Regions from separate parts of the Ovis aries genome. Here region 1 is linked to region 2. The links are chromatin contacts, called in public Hi-C maps. All regions are on one chromosome and are shown on one strand. The core of a region is the stretch at or near the end of the contact, and the rest is flanking DNA. Distances in the headings are between cores, read along the strand shown.

What was found. A called contact is a pair of places that touch in the nucleus more often than the background predicts.
Region 1: a contact with region 2 is called in a Hi-C map of mixed tissues, with 5 times the contacts expected there. The contact joins the promoter of LOC101103396 here to the enhancer-like site in region 2. A contact is called at or near these places in 7 of 16 Hi-C or Micro-C datasets (hypothalamus, liver, mixed tissues and 3 more).

The regions. Positions count from the first base shown.
Region 1 is chr6:42,848,409-42,851,108 of ARS-UI_Ramb_v3.0, forward strand. It overlaps LOC101103396 (cytosolic beta-glucosidase), which reads left to right and starts at 1,347. Exons shown (of 5, transcript XM_004009737.6): 1 at 1,347-1,481. The coding sequence starts at 1,424.
Region 2 is chr6:42,597,010-42,599,820 of ARS-UI_Ramb_v3.0, forward strand. The region is part of intron 11 of ADGRA3 (adhesion G protein-coupled receptor A3); the gene reads right to left. Among named protein-coding and RNA genes, the nearest start is that of ADGRA3, 97 kb to the right of the region's middle. Within about 2 kb of position 1,307, at least 3 of the 54 cell types and tissues checked have an H3K27ac peak or open chromatin away from gene starts, as enhancers often do.

The DNA.
Region 1 (2,700 bases), core at 97-2,596, 250 kb after region 2:
TGAACGTAGATTCACAGCCCAGGCAGACTGGGGATAAATTAGTGACAAGTATACAGGAAATTAAATATCAAAACCAGACACTTGATGAACCCTAGAGAAAATGAAAACTTTCACACAAGTGTGGTATGCTGCATGGTTTAGCTTTGAGCCATACTTGGTCAAATTCATGTAAATAGTGAATATTTATTTAAACAGAAATAGTAATCTAACCACATTGAGGGGAATGGAGGAAGGGGAGAGAAAGAGAGAACACACACATGCTGGAATCTTCCACCCTTCTATCCAGAAGTCAATAGTTACTATGGAAAAGTGAAAAACAAATTAAGAAGCACCAGCATCAGCCTATTGCGTAGACATATATATATATATATATATGCTGGGCAGGCTTCGGTTGTGTAGCCTGAATCCCAGGCTCCTCTGTCCATGGGATTCTCCAGGCAAGAATCCTGGAGTGGGTTGCCATGCTTCCTCCAGGGGATCATCCATACCCAGGGATCGAACGACCTTCCTTATGCCTCTTGCATTGGCAGGCAGGTTCTTTACCACTAGCGACACCTGGGAAGCCACATGAAAATAAAAACCAGCAGAAACAGCTGAGAATAGTTACCTCTAGGGCATGGGGATAAGGAATTGTGAGGAAATGGTCAAGGGAAAGTTCTAGGAGGATTAAAGAAAGAAAGTGAAGTCGCTCAGTCGTGTCTGACTCTTTGTGACCCTAAGGACTGTAGCCTACTAGGCTCCTCCGTCTATGGAATTTTCCAGGCAAGAGTACTGGAGTGGGTTGCCATTTCCTTCGCCAGGGGATCTTCTGGACTCGGGGATCGAACCTGGGTCTCCCACATTGCAGGCAGACGCTTTATCGACTAAGCCACCAGGAAAGCCCAAAGTGAAAGTGAAAGTCGCTCAGTCCTGTCTGACTCTTTGTGACCCCATGGACTATACAGTCCATGGAATTCTCTAGGCCAGAATACTGGGGTAAGTAGCCTTTCCCTTCTCCAGGGGATCTTCCCAACCCAGGGATCAAACCCTGGTCTCTCGCATTGCAGGCGAATTCTTTACCAGCTGAGCCACAAAGGTTTACGTGACTTTTAAAAGCAATGTCCATGTATTTCATTAAAAGGGGAAAGATTAGAAGGACGGGTACCCTGCCAAAGCAGGGACTAGGCCTGTGCCCAGGCTGGCCCAACTCTGTTAAGAATCAGGGAGTGTCTGCAGACACTCCCCATGAACCCAGTGACTTGACTTCCTATCAAGGCTGTGGCCATTCAAGCAGAGTCGTTTAATCAGGCTCCCTTCTTGTTTGCATAGTCGCTCACGATCCGAGATTTCAGTCAGGATGAGAGTTCACTCACTGTTTGCGCAACCGTGGGACTCTGCCTGAAAGGTGCCTCTCCGTTGTCTGGGCCGGTTGTCTCTGAAACACATGGCTTTCCCTGCAGGATTTGGATGGGGGGCAGCCACCTCAGCTTATCAAGTGGAAGGTAGGAGAAACTCCTTGCCCTTCTCTAGGGCTGGGCTGGATGCCTTCTCGTAGATTCTGTATGTTTGCGGAAAAAGGTGGGGATAAGGAGGCAAAAAAAAAAAAAGAAGGACAAGAAGGGAAAGCAGTGTGCTTGCGTGCTAAGTCGCTGCAGTTGTGTCCGACTCTGTGCGGCCCCATGGACTATAGCCCGCCAGGCTCCTCTGTCCGTGGGAATTCTCCAGGCGAGAATACTGGAGTGGGTTGCCATGCCCTCCTCCAGAGGATCTTCCCAACTCAGGAATCGAACCTGCATCTCTTAGGCCTTTTGCATGGGCAGGCGGGTTCTTACCACTAGCGCCACCTGGGAAGCCCCAGAAAAGCACTGAAGAGGCCCTAACTGTTTAAATGAAACTACTCCTTTGCTCATTGAAGAGGCTCGCTTCCCATGTTCCTTTCCTTAGGCACAAGGGTGGTGGAGGTGACGGGCTGAAGACCCAGCAACAGCTGTATTTTTGGTCGGTTTCAGCTTATCTGAGACATCAGTGTATATTGAATGAGTTGCTTTCATCATTTGTTTCTTGAACACATTGGCCATAATCTCCCTAAAAATGAAAACAGTTGTTCCTGTTGGTTGGAAAATATTGACTAAGTACCTTCAAAGATTTCAAGAGACGTTGAAATTTCAAAGAACATTTCAAGGGATGTTCTTCAGTTGGGAGAGGTGCCCTGTTCTATTTCTGTTGAGCACACCCCCCTCCCCCATTTCCTGGGTGGCTGAGAAGTAAAGGGAAGCAACTGTGAGAGGTCAAAGAAGATCCAGAATGAAGTTGGTCTCCATTCACATCCATGGAACTGTCAGGTAGAAGCCATCTTCCATGGGGCCTCTGTGTTTTGACACACATATGCTCTGCTGGCTCAGATGGTAAAGAGTCAGCATGCAATGTGGGAGACCCAGCTTCGATCCCTGGGTTGGGAAGATCCCCTGGAGGAGGGCATGGCAACTGACTCCATTATTCTTGCCTGGAGAATCCCATGGACAGAGGAGCCTGGCAGGGCTGCAGTGCATGGGGTTGCAAAGAGTCAGACACAGCTGAGCAACCGATACTTTTATACTTTCATCCTCTGATACAAGGCATGCTCAAAAGGTCTGGCAGTGTCCAGTTCAGCAAGATCCCACATCACTTTTCTCTCTCTCTCTGTAGTACTGTCTTCACATTTTCCCAGAAAATCTCCACTTG
Region 2 (2,811 bases), core at 57-2,556:
CAAAGAGGAACAAGTGAAAAATGCTGGCTGGGCACTAAATGTTCTTCAGATTTCTTTATTAGGGATTTTTAAATTATAAATTATTCAGCATTTAATGAAAAATAAATCTGTACACCAAGGAGGCAAATAATAATCTAAAAACTTCCCTATTTTAAGGACTCATCACAGAGCCTTTCTCTTGGCACCAACCTCTCTCTCCAACCCAATGCTCATGATGCCAACAGAATTTCCTCTTCAACAAATCTGTTGTTATTTCAGTTCAAGTAACACCTTGGCTCCCAAATGTTTAGAAAATACAGCCAAAAATTCTAAAGTATGCCATATAATTTGGCTAAAATCCTTTCCTCAAATTCATCTCCTAACACTCCCTACACCACAACCTATGACTGGGCCACAGTGAGTTTATCACTTTTTTTTTGGGGGGGGGGGTGTCACATTGACAGAAAAAATATATATATATATTTATTTATTTTAATTGGAGGTAATTAGTTTACAATATTGTAGTGGTTTTGCCATACATTCACATGAATCAGCCATGGGTGTACATGTGTTCCCCATCGTGAATCCCCCTCCCACCTCCCTCCCCATCCCATCCCTCAGCGTCATCCCAGTGCACCAGCCCTGAGTGGCCCGTCTCATGAATCGAACCTGGACTGGCGATCTGTTTCACATATGATAATATACACGATTCGAGTTGATCATTTTTTGACATCCCCTGCTTTTTTTCCTTTTCTTTTTTACTTATTTTTGGCTGTGCTGGCTCTTCACTGCTACACAGGCTTTTCTCCAGTTGTGGCGAGTGGGGGCTACTCTTTAGTTGCAGAGTGGAGGCTTCTCCCTGCAGTAGCTTCTCTTTGTTCTGGGGCACAGGCTCTATAGTGTTCAGGCTTCAGTAATTGTGGCACATGGGCTCAGTAGTAGCAGCTCCTGGGCTCTAGAGGACAGGCTCAATGTGACATCTGCCTGGATCAGGGATCCAACCTGTGTCTTCAGCATTGGCAGGCAGATTCTTTACCACTGAGCCACAAGGGAAGCCCCATCCCCTGATTCTTAAATGCCACTGCGCACATGCCAGTATCTATGGCTGAAATGCCCCATGATTCTTTCATCTGGTAAGCTCAAACTGGTCAGATCTGATTTTTAGTAAGTTAATTCTGCTGCTTCTGCAAAGGATGGATCAGGATGAGAAAGGTTGGCAGCCAAGAAGAGAACGACTTTGCAAGGTTTTATTAATAGGGCTTTTGGGGGTGATTAATTACATCACTACTGCAGGTACTGCTCCCTATTCTGGACTCAGGCAGCATTCTGCACAGAGCACAGCATAACGAAAGTCCTAAAGTATCCCAGTGTAACTGACTGTCTACTCCTCTTAACTAGGGTGAGAGAACTTTCAAATGCAGATCATCTCATTTATCTGGGGACTGCCTATGTTAATAATAGTTCCTGGCACTAGCATTAATAAAATAGCCCATTGTTTATGAAACTACTGAAAGTCTGTGTGGCATTTTTAAGGTTCTACTGAAGCAAACGATTGACTTCAGAATTAGTTCTTAACTACTGTGCTTAAAACAGTGTTGTAACACAGCAGATAACCATAAATATCTGCTGAAAGCATTTTTTAAGTTTAAATATTGATAGGTGAACATTACTTTTAAATTGCAGATAACAAGAAAAAATTTAGTAAAAATATTACATCTGAGAAAACATATAATAAGGTTTCTACTATTCTCCCAAATACAACTTGATAGGCAAACAAAGATATTACCAATTCATTCACTAACATAGTACATTTCTATTAAGTATATAAATTTATCCTAAGTATTTAAAGATGCATGCCAAAACGGAAAAACATCAATAGATCAATTTAATTAGAAGGTCAAAATCCTGATGAAATGTTACATGCTGGACATTTATTAAAACTTAAGTACTTAAAAGTCCATAAAATAATTCTACTATGAACCCAAAATAACTTGAAAACAAAGCACAGCTCTCTGGGAAAGTATTCTTTACGATAAATCAAATTAATTTAAATAAAGAAAGTCATACTTTACTTTCTAAAAGACAGCTGAAAAAGGAAATGACAATTACAGTTTCTACCAGTCCAATTTTTTTTCTATACAAATTTAAACTGGCAAAACCAACCCAACAACAACAAATTTAAAAAATTCCAGAGTAAGGAGAAATCTCTGAGAGATGAGAGCTACAAATTCAAGGCTGTTACATGCTTATAATTTATAAGATATCCTTCAAAGTCCAATAAAGAGTATTGTCAAATAATAATTATAGGTCCCTTGGCATAGCCTAGGGAAGGTGGAAAAGCAAACTTCACCTGTATCAAAAATATTTTTATAGTAAATATGTAACACTTGCATATTTGATCTCTTTAAAAGAAGTCCCGATCATTTATTACAGAAAGGTTGTAAATCTAATGAAAAAATTCACCGAGGAGGACATCCCCAGCAGTCCAGTGGTTAAAACTCTGTGCTTCCAATGCAGGGGGTGAGGAACTATGATTTCACATGCTATGTGGCATGTCCAAAACTAATGGACACATTTGATACATTTATTGTGGCTATACATTTGCCACTTAGCCTGAAGACAAAAACACAAAGGCAATAATTTCATTTAACCATATATTCATTTTAAAATGTATGGATTACAGCAATGGAAATTGACATAAAACATATGAATTAAAGCTACTAAATCAGAAAACTTTCTTTTCAAAGCCTTTGGGAAGCTCTCTTACACTGTTGGTGGGAATGTAAGTTGATGAAGTCACTATGGAAAACTGTATGGAGGTTCCTTAAAGAA